Linked DNA regions of Mus musculus: region 2 is linked to region 1. Evidence: chromatin contacts called from public HiChIP or PLAC-seq data. All regions are on one chromosome and are shown on one strand. The core of a region is the stretch at or near the end of the contact, and the rest is flanking DNA. Distances in the headings are between cores, read along the strand shown. Region 1 overlaps Nr5a2 (nuclear receptor subfamily 5, group A, member 2). Region 2 overlaps Nr5a2 (nuclear receptor subfamily 5, group A, member 2).

Region 1 (4,452 bases), core at 905-3,404:
TGAAATGAATGCTATTTGGGCAATTATATTCTTGTGCCAACAGATAACAAATGATAATCACTTCTTCAGTGGTGGTAAATACATATTGATTAACTTCAAACTTAGAAGTCCAAAATGAATTATATCTGGGCATGGCTAAACTGCCTTGTTCACTGGGAGGGGGTGGGGGGGAACCAAACATACAAAAAAATCACGCACACACAACACCTATTATACTGCATTTAATTAAGGCAGGCATCAGCTTTATGTACCATTATTTGCCTCTGCGAAATCTCTATGGTATAAATATTGAACTGTGGCATCTCGTGAATGCTAATCAATCCATTCTGAATTTCAAATGATTACATAAATTTTGGGAAGTGCTTATTTGCTGGCCTTCCCCCCTCAGCTGCAGACACCTCAGCAGGACAATAGTATGAAGACATGCACGGCCATTTGACAAGTGTCTAGTGAGTGTTTTACTAAATGAGAATATCACAAATGAAAGGGTAAAAAGCTGGGCCTGCATGCTAATTGTACAGTGAACCTTGGGACATTTCCTTGGCTTCTCTGACTTCATGAGCAACAATTTAAGCAATGCACTCGGGGAGAGATGTGAGATGAATAATATACAGTATCCTTGGACTCTGTAGGCCAGTCATCAGTGGCAGTTGTTTTGGACTGACTGTGTGGTATAATTTAGAGGAAGGCCTTGATACAGCAAACACCGGGCCAGCCTCAGAAAGGGCAGCAACCTACCACAGAATGGCAAGATTAAAGGACTTTTTGATGGGTTTCATCTTACTTTCCCAGTTCATCCTTGCCTCCTGAGTTGTGTGGGTCTGTTGGGAACTTAACCCTTCTAACCTAACACAGCCAGGACATAAGTTTGGATTTCACAAAACATGTAGCCTATCTTGATACTCAGGCATACTGTGCATAAGTAGGCATCTTCCTAGAGTTTTTAATCCCTTTCAAAGTGTGTGTGTGTGAATCAGTTCTTTCTCTCTACAATGTGCGTCCTGGGGACTTGAGACTTGGTGGCAGATGGGGCAAAACTTCTGGGTCAAAACCTCAACAAAGAATGACAACAGGACTAAGCTTGCCCTTTGAAGATCCACCTTCCCAGCAAATGGTCCCTTTCTTAGATTTATAAAGAAATCATTTTTGTGTTAGGACTGTAAAAACAGAGATTAGCCAATGGGGTCAAAATCCTCAGCCGGATTTGGAAGCCTCTTTCACCACCTGGATTTAGTGTTGCAAAAAAAGCAAAGTGGGGAGATTTGTTCTTTATTTTGTTTTTGTTTCTCTCCTTATATGGGGACACATAGCTTCATGACAACAAAGAAATGATCCACCCCCAAACTCGACAATGTGGGACCTCTTTCAGAGAGGTTTGCAAGAGAAGCCTACTCTTTCTTTTTGTAACTCCAGAGTATTTCCATGTGTCAAAGATGGCAGGAGCATGCTACCAATGCTAAGTGAGGGAGAACCAAGACCCCACTGTGGACCCTACACATCTCTCCTGGGTCCTTGCAACACGGGAAGAGCTGGCATGAGCTGGTACTAAGCACAGCCCAGACCAGAAAAATGCTTCCCCTCCCAAGAAGGCAACCCATGACTGGCCAGTCACCAGGCAGCCGGCCGGGCTCTTTCCTCTCTGCAGGAGAAAACCCTCCTATGTCTTGATGACACTTGGGATTGAATTAGCACGTGGCATTGCAGTTGAGGCCACCAGTGTATACCTGACATTGCCCAAGAGGAGCCCTGTCTATGGCACCAACCGCTGAGCAGACAGGATTGAGACCCTGTAGATGGTGAAGTCTTTCTTCTCACATAAGAGCTATTGCCAGCCTTGGATGTATTCATAAATAAGTTTCCCTACTGGTGCTAAAGAGGCATCCTGGCTTAACCACAAGTACCCCCAGACAAGTAGAAAGGAGTTCTGATTGATGGGCCATGGTTTCTTGTGTGTGAAATGATGGGAAACTTTTTAAACCACACTTAATGGTCATAGGTTTCCTCTTCGCTAAGTCCCTGCTGTGTCTGATTGAGATAGGAGATTAACAGTTAATAATTATTAGATTAAATTGGCATGTACATCCCTCAGCAGTGACACACACATTTCTGTCTAGGAAGGTTGTACAGGATTCTTTGACTCTTGCACAAAATCCCTGACTGGCTTGGGCTCAAGAGGCCAGCACGGTGATTCACTGCCTACAGAAAGCTAGCTCTCAGTGCCCTTCAGTGGGCCCTGCTATCAAGGATACGGATTGCACTGAGACAGGGAAAGTGAGCCAAGCAAAAAGGTCTTTATCAAAGTGGAAGAAGCATCAGTGGCTGAAACTCCAACAAGGAACAAAACCCATACACATCAGGAACTGAAGACTACTGGAAACTAACCAAAGGATAAATCATACACGCCGTTCAGACAGTCGAGACGTGGGACTGTATTTACTAATACAAAGTCAACAGCACGTTGCACGAGCACTGAAGTCAGGATCCACAGCTTCAGTCACCGTAGTCTTTTCCCAAAGGGCTCTATTCATCTGCATCTGAGAGGTGTGTGTGCCTGTGTACATGTGTAAGTAAAACATCGGCTTTACTTGGGGGTGGGGTTGGGTGTTAAGTGAGCCCTGGCTATCCTGGAATTCACTATGTAGACCAGGCAGGCCTTGCACTCAGTGATCCACCTACTTCTGCCTCCCAAGACCTGAGATTAATGTTGTGCTCCACCATGCTGGGGCAACTTGTTTTCCTTTGTGTCTTACTGGAAATGAAGCTCGGGATTTCATGAGTGCTGGGGGAGTCCTGTACCATGAAGCTCCATTCCCGACACTTGCTTGGTTTTACTATTATTGCTGTTGTTGCTGTTGCTATTGCTACTTGATATCCAGTCTTGTGTATCCCAAGCAGTTATGGAACTCACTGTGTAGTTCAGGGTGGCCTTGAACTTCTGATTCTCCTGTCTCTACTTTCACGTGATATCCAGCTTCCTGGGTAAGCAAGCTACGGCTCGGCTACATTCCTGGCCCTTAAAAAGGATTTCGTTTTAAATTGAGACAGAATCTCATTAACTTCCTCAGGCTGGCTTAGAACTTAAATTTATAGGCCAGGAACACCATGAATTTGAACCTCCTAAACAGCTAGCTGGGCTTATGGGCTGGCAAGACCACCCCTGGCTTACTTTGGGATTTTTACAACTAGTTATGAGCAGAAGCAGAGAATGGTCATCAAATGGTTTCCTTAAAACAGCTTATCAGCTGGGCAGTGGTGGCGCATACCTTAGTCCCACCAGCACTCGGGTGGCAGAGGTAGGAGTTTGATGTTAGTGCTAAATTTAATTAAAATAGATCATCACACATATAATTAAGACCATTTATCTTCCAGATGGCTGCCAGAGGCTTCAAGAAAGTGTCAAGTCTTTCTTGGTGATGGTAAGCTGTAAGAGGGGTCAAATGCTCTCTGCAAGTGCACTGGAGCTCTGAGTTCCATAGTTCCAACAACAACTCTTACAATTTAGAAATCAACACTTATCTACACCCTCATGAACACATTGATCGTTGTCATTCCTTCGAGAATATAGTAGTTATTTATATAGAGTTTATACTGCATTGGTTTAATTAATCTCGAGATGATTTAAAGTATAAGAGCAGCTATAAACAGGTGTGTGAACACTCTGCTGCTTCAGAGACCTGGGCAGCTCCATTCAGGTTGTGGAATCTGAAGTGAAGGCAGGGGAGTATTGAAGTGGAACCAATGTCTACCCATAATACACAGCAACAGCTATTTAGGATCTGTGATAGCTACAGCAGACGTATGCTGAGCAAGTCCCTATTGATCTTAACCTTCTAGACCACCTTCTTCAATTACTCTACAAAGGTGCCTGAAACAGAGGGGCACTCACTGGCCCTGAGCTGAAGCTGTTGGCTTCAAATCTGGCTCCCATATTGTAAGGAAGATGTTAAGTTAGCTAGATACATCTTTAATCCCAGTACCTGGGAAGCAGAGGCAGGCAGATCTCTTAGTTCGAGACCAGCCTGGTCTGTGTAGCATGTTCCAGAACATGCCAGAGCTACATAGCAAGACCCCAAACCCTAAAACTAAACTGAATGTGGTGGTTTATGCCTTTAATCCCAGCAGAGGCAGGTGGACCTCGTGAGTTTGAGGGCAGCTGAGTCTATAAAGTGAGCCCAGGAAAACCGGAACTGTTGCTACACAGAGAAACCCTGTCTCAAAAACAAAAAACCAAAGAAACCAAAAAAGAAACCCAAAAGAACAAACAAACCAATAAACAAACCAAAAACCATTAAATTACAGATGCCTATAAAACTGTTTCCTGTTACATCACTGAAGGTGACCGACTCTTCTGTGGCTGCTTGTGGTATATGTCTCCTAGTGCCCTAATGCTGATAGATTTCATATAGAATTTTCTTCTTAAAGGAAAAGGACTCTCTTCAGTCTCCATTTTCC
Region 2 (4,452 bases), core at 556-3,055, 71 kb after region 1:
AGAGACATTAAACATACTCAAATTCCTCCTGCTTTTAAATAAGTCATATGATACACTAATAAAAATTGTTCAATTAGAAACTAAAATCTGGTTTCTTGATACCTTGATTAAAAAAAAATCTTTTAAAATTATTTTCAGAATCCATCAGGATGAAATCATGCAGTTGGGAAATCAGACCTTCATGTCTTCTGGACTAAAGAAAAATGTTCCAACTTGCAGCACAGATTCCTCTCAAATTAAAACACACTTGGGTTGTACTCTGTCCTGTTTCCTTTTAACAAGGATGCTTTAAATATATATAAGTCAAGCAAAATCAATATTTAGGACTGTTAGAATGTCCCCCTATAGATACAGCACCGCACCACAATAAACTACTTTAAAGCCACCAGTCTGACAGTTTTCTACAGCATAGGCACCTACCTGCCTTTGGAACTAAATCAGACATACTGTAAGTCCTAGTCGCTCTATGACACTTCCCCCACCTCACCCCACCCCACTCTTTCCAGTTGAAAAAAGAAAGAAAGAAACAAACAGGTTTAACTTTGAAGAGTTTCCATGGGTTTGGTCAAACCGTTCTATCTTTTTTAGGTAGCACAGAAAAGGCAAACCTTGCAGCTTTCGCACGTGAGGAGACCGTAATGGTACCCAGACACTTTATCGCCACACACAGGACATAGCTCTTCCAGATCTTCATCATAGGAGTAATTCACCATTTTAAATTGAGACACTGAAATAAAAAAAAAAAAGAGAAACATGAACACATGCCCTATTAATTTCCCAATATAGGTTTTAATGCTGCTGCACTGAAAAGCATTGCTGATGTGGTTGGTGGCCAGATATCAGATAAAATATAAAATAATGTTTACTCAAGTGGTATTGAAGAGGAGTACTTTTAAACATGAGGAGAGCATCTTTGTGCATCAATAAACATGTGCTTTATTATTTTTCAGTTTCCAACTTTTTTTTTTTTGGTTAACATTTTAAAGTGACCACTGTTAACCAAAAACCAACAGATCAGAAAGGAAACATGAACCATACAAATGTTAACCTCAAATGTCTTTTAAACCTCTCTCTACTGTTCTCAAATGTCGCCTTTGCCTAATGAATGGGGCAAAATTTGGAGGCTGTAAGGGACTGGCACACTCCTACAGTGACTTGCTGTATGTAAGTACACCTCCCTTTGCTAGGCTTAGCAATGCTAATTTGCGCATTGTCGCTTTTGCAGAGCAATGAAGCTGCAGAAACTTGCTTCTCAGAAGCAACTTTAACAACAGCCTGTGGCTCTCAGGGTTCAAGTCTGTTAGATTAATCAAAACATTCAGTTCCGCATTGACTGTAGGTCTGTTCTGACCACTTTCATCTCCTCACGTTTGAAAATGCCCTGTGAAAATAAAAACAAGGAAGAGGAGAGGACACCCGGAAGCGGGGCAGAAACAAGCAAGGAAAAGAAACAGGAGGGTTTAGCAGAGTTCTAGAGCTTTGTTTGTAATGAACTTCACAAGCTTCAATAAGGAGAAGCGTTGCAAAGTATAAACACCTCCGAGATTGCGGGAGGAACAAAAATCAGACCATGGTATCCTGACTCCCTATGACTAGGGACATTAACGCCCTAGTCTTTGCAGCCAAAAAGATAAACTGTGCACAGAAAGGTTAGTTAGTGGCCCACAGACCCCTAGGCACTACCAGATGAGACTGAAAACCCAGTTCAGGAGGCAGAGCAGGGATGGGCCAGCATCTAGGCAAGGGGCAGATCTGTACAACCAGCCACTACCGGGACTCCCCGCACCCTCTTCAAACCCTTTGTGCACCCGGCTCCGGCCCCCTTGCTCAACCCTTTGCTACCCAAAGACGCACAAACTCCAAAGAGAGTTTGCTTTAAGTTAATCAGTGGCATTGCAAGGGGCGGGGCGGGGGAGGGGTACCCACAGCCTGGCAGAAGTTTCCTCAGATTTGTTTACTAAAAAGAAAATGGAGAAACTGCCCCTACCCCAGAGCCAAAGTACTATGCCTCTTTATTACTAGGTGGTATCTTTATTCTTTTAAAATGAAGTTCATTTATTTCTGTCTTAAGGAAGTGTCTGTTCCCCGACACAGAGCCCTGGGCTGTAGCATAAGTTGGTCCGGGAGAGCAACAGTTTGCAAAGATCTCGGGTAGAGGCACCAGCAAAGAAAGGCATTCCCGGGGCTCAGTAACTCAGAAATAAGGGATGCTGAGCGCGCCTCTCTCCTGCGAAGCCAGCTCTTACCCCAACTGTTAGAGAGAAGCTGAGACACTCTAAAGAATCAGGACCTGAGGGTTTGGGAAAAGAAAAGCTTGGGGTTGGGGGAGTTTACGGAACTCTGAAAACTCTGACTTCTGTTTCCAGGTATGTTTCTGGGCTGAGAGGGGCTGTACTTTACTAGTTGTGTGTTCTCTTCTGTCTCCCTGTCTCCCCCCAAAAGTAATCTCTAACTTCACATTTAAGAGTATCAGATTGGCAATCACTTACATTCTCCGTGCCCTTCTCAGAGATTCCATATAGAAGGAAAGACGGAAGCCCATCTTCCGGTAAAATTCGGAGTCTAAGTGGGGAGAGGTGCATCTGGGAACCCTGAGAATTTTTTTGTTTGTTTGTTTACCCACAGGGCACCTGGGTCACCTAAATTAAGAGTTCAGAGAACCAAATCCACCATGGTTTGGAAATCCCTGTGCCCCTGGGAAAAGTGAGGGAACAACTGGGTCTTGTAAAGCTAGGTCCTCCGTTAATCCCCTTGAAGTTGGATGCTTCGCGCTGCCTGAGAATCCAGTAACGAATTTTCTTTCTGGGTTCCAGCACCCGTCAAAGTATGAGTGTGTCCCTGGTAAGGGACCCAACGGCGGCCGGCAGGCAGGCGCGCACTGTCCTTGCTGCAAACTACCGCAAAGCCGCGCCAGGCTTTTTCCCACGCTGCTTTAGAGCCCAGTGCAAAGAAGGGTCATATCTGCTAGCCCCCCAGCAATAAGGCAAGCTAGTGTCTTGGCTTGGGGGACAGGAGGCCAGAAAGGGCCCTCTAAATTTTACAAAGAAAATGTTACCAGGTTATTTCTCTCCAGTCCTCAGTACGCCGTGTTTCGCTCCACTGCGCTTTTTTGCCCCGGATCCCGCCACCCTAAAAGCCTGCATGGGGCAGGAAGTAGCAAAAAGCTGGTCCTTCTGCCGGGAGGAAACTTAGCGGAGCCAGAGGCCAGAGCCCAGAGCTCAGGAAGCAGGCCTGGGGCACTTATCAGGAATCCCAGGTGTATCTCTTCAAGCCAACAAGGCTTCCTCAGTAGCAGACACACAAAGTTAGTCTAAGGACTGAGGCCAAGGGAATTTCTACAACCCTACCCAAAGACTTGGAAAGACCCCAAGATCACCCAGGATATCTGACCCCACCCGCACGTCTGCTGTCCCCTTCCCTGAGCCTAAGGCGATCTTGGGTTTCCCGGCCAGAGCGCACAGCCTACCATTGAGTCCAAGAGCTCTGTTCTCAACACTTCTCTGACCCTTTCAAGTTCGTGCAAAAACGGCTGGCAGGAAGCTTTAAGGGGATCACAAGCCGGCTGGCCTCAGTATCCAGAAACTCCGATAGGGGTGAAGATAGAAAAACTTTTCCTAACATTTTTTTCACCTTGGCCCGTTGCTAAGATAAAGTTCTGAAGAGTTTAGAGTGTAAAAAATACAGGAGATGAGATTTGGTCTTTTTCTGATGTTACCAATCAAGAATAGGGACACAAATGGAATATCCACACTCTCGGCTCTGAGACCGAAAGGATAACAAGCTAACCCTGAGCACCCCAGCTCCTCATTCGGCACGATACTAGACGGGAATAGAGTTGGGGTGATTGGTGTTTAGTTATGCCAGCAGTTTTGAGTTGCCTTAAAAGACTGCCGGATCTGGCAAGGCTTTTGGGGGTGCTGGTGTAATCGAACACCACTAACAACACCAATCACCTTCCTGTGATTTTTCTCTACTCAGTCTTTTCCCCTCCACACGGGAGCATGTGAGTAAAAGCTCGAACCACCTAGAAATGGTGAGCAGAGAGGAATTCCACTTCTCAAAAGAAAGATTGTTCCACGGCGCCCTTAGCTTCCAGCTGCCCCCAGCTCCAGTTGACTCTCCGCTTCCAGTCTCTCTACTTAATTAGAAGTGGCCAATTAGACGTTGATGAGAAAGCACCATCCGCCTAGTTCAAGTGCCATTAACTTTTATGCTTGCGTCTAAAGAGGAGGCCGAAGCCGCCGCGCACCACAACTGCCAGCTGGGCTGCTCTGGTGCCCATGCTGCAGAAGGCTGAAGCCCGCGGGGTTAGCCCGAGAGTGTAAAACCAGGAACCAGAGCGCCGCGCCACACCGCAACGCACCCCCTTACCTTGCATGTTTTCTGGCATCTGCCCCTGTTCCCCATGCGATCGGACCAGTCCTGGGGCTTCCGTCTCCACTTTGGGCAGCA

Evidence for each region. HiChIP or PLAC-seq counts read pairs in DNA pulled down with a chosen protein or histone mark.
Region 2: an H3K27ac HiChIP or PLAC-seq map of hepatocytes shows a contact between it and region 1, with 1.9 times the contacts expected there. The contact joins two enhancer-like sites. A contact is called at or near these places in 2 of 484 Hi-C or Micro-C datasets (Sertoli cells and olfactory sensory neurons), 7 of 115 datasets of contacts at active chromatin or transcription factors (embryonic stem cells, fetal liver, hepatocytes and 2 more) and 4 of 9 other capture datasets (adipose tissue, embryonic stem cells, liver and 1 more).

What each region holds. Positions count from the first base shown.
Region 1 is chr1:136,873,042-136,877,493 of GRCm38.p6, forward strand. The region is part of intron 8 of Nr5a2 (nuclear receptor subfamily 5, group A, member 2); the gene reads right to left. Among named protein-coding and RNA genes, the nearest start is that of Nr5a2, 85 kb to the right of the region's middle. Within about 2 kb of position 2,155, at least 2 of the 459 cell types and tissues checked have an H3K27ac peak or open chromatin away from gene starts, as enhancers often do. A contact at or near this core is called in hepatocytes, where this site is marked.
Region 2 is chr1:136,944,351-136,948,802 of GRCm38.p6, forward strand. It overlaps Nr5a2 (nuclear receptor subfamily 5, group A, member 2), which reads right to left. Exons shown (of 9, transcript NM_030676.3): 3 at 4,372-4,452; 4 at 609-727. Among named protein-coding and RNA genes, the nearest start is that of Nr5a2, 14 kb to the right of the region's middle. Within about 2 kb of position 1,806, at least 5 of the 459 cell types and tissues checked have an H3K27ac peak or open chromatin away from gene starts, as enhancers often do. A contact at or near this core is called in hepatocytes, where this site is marked.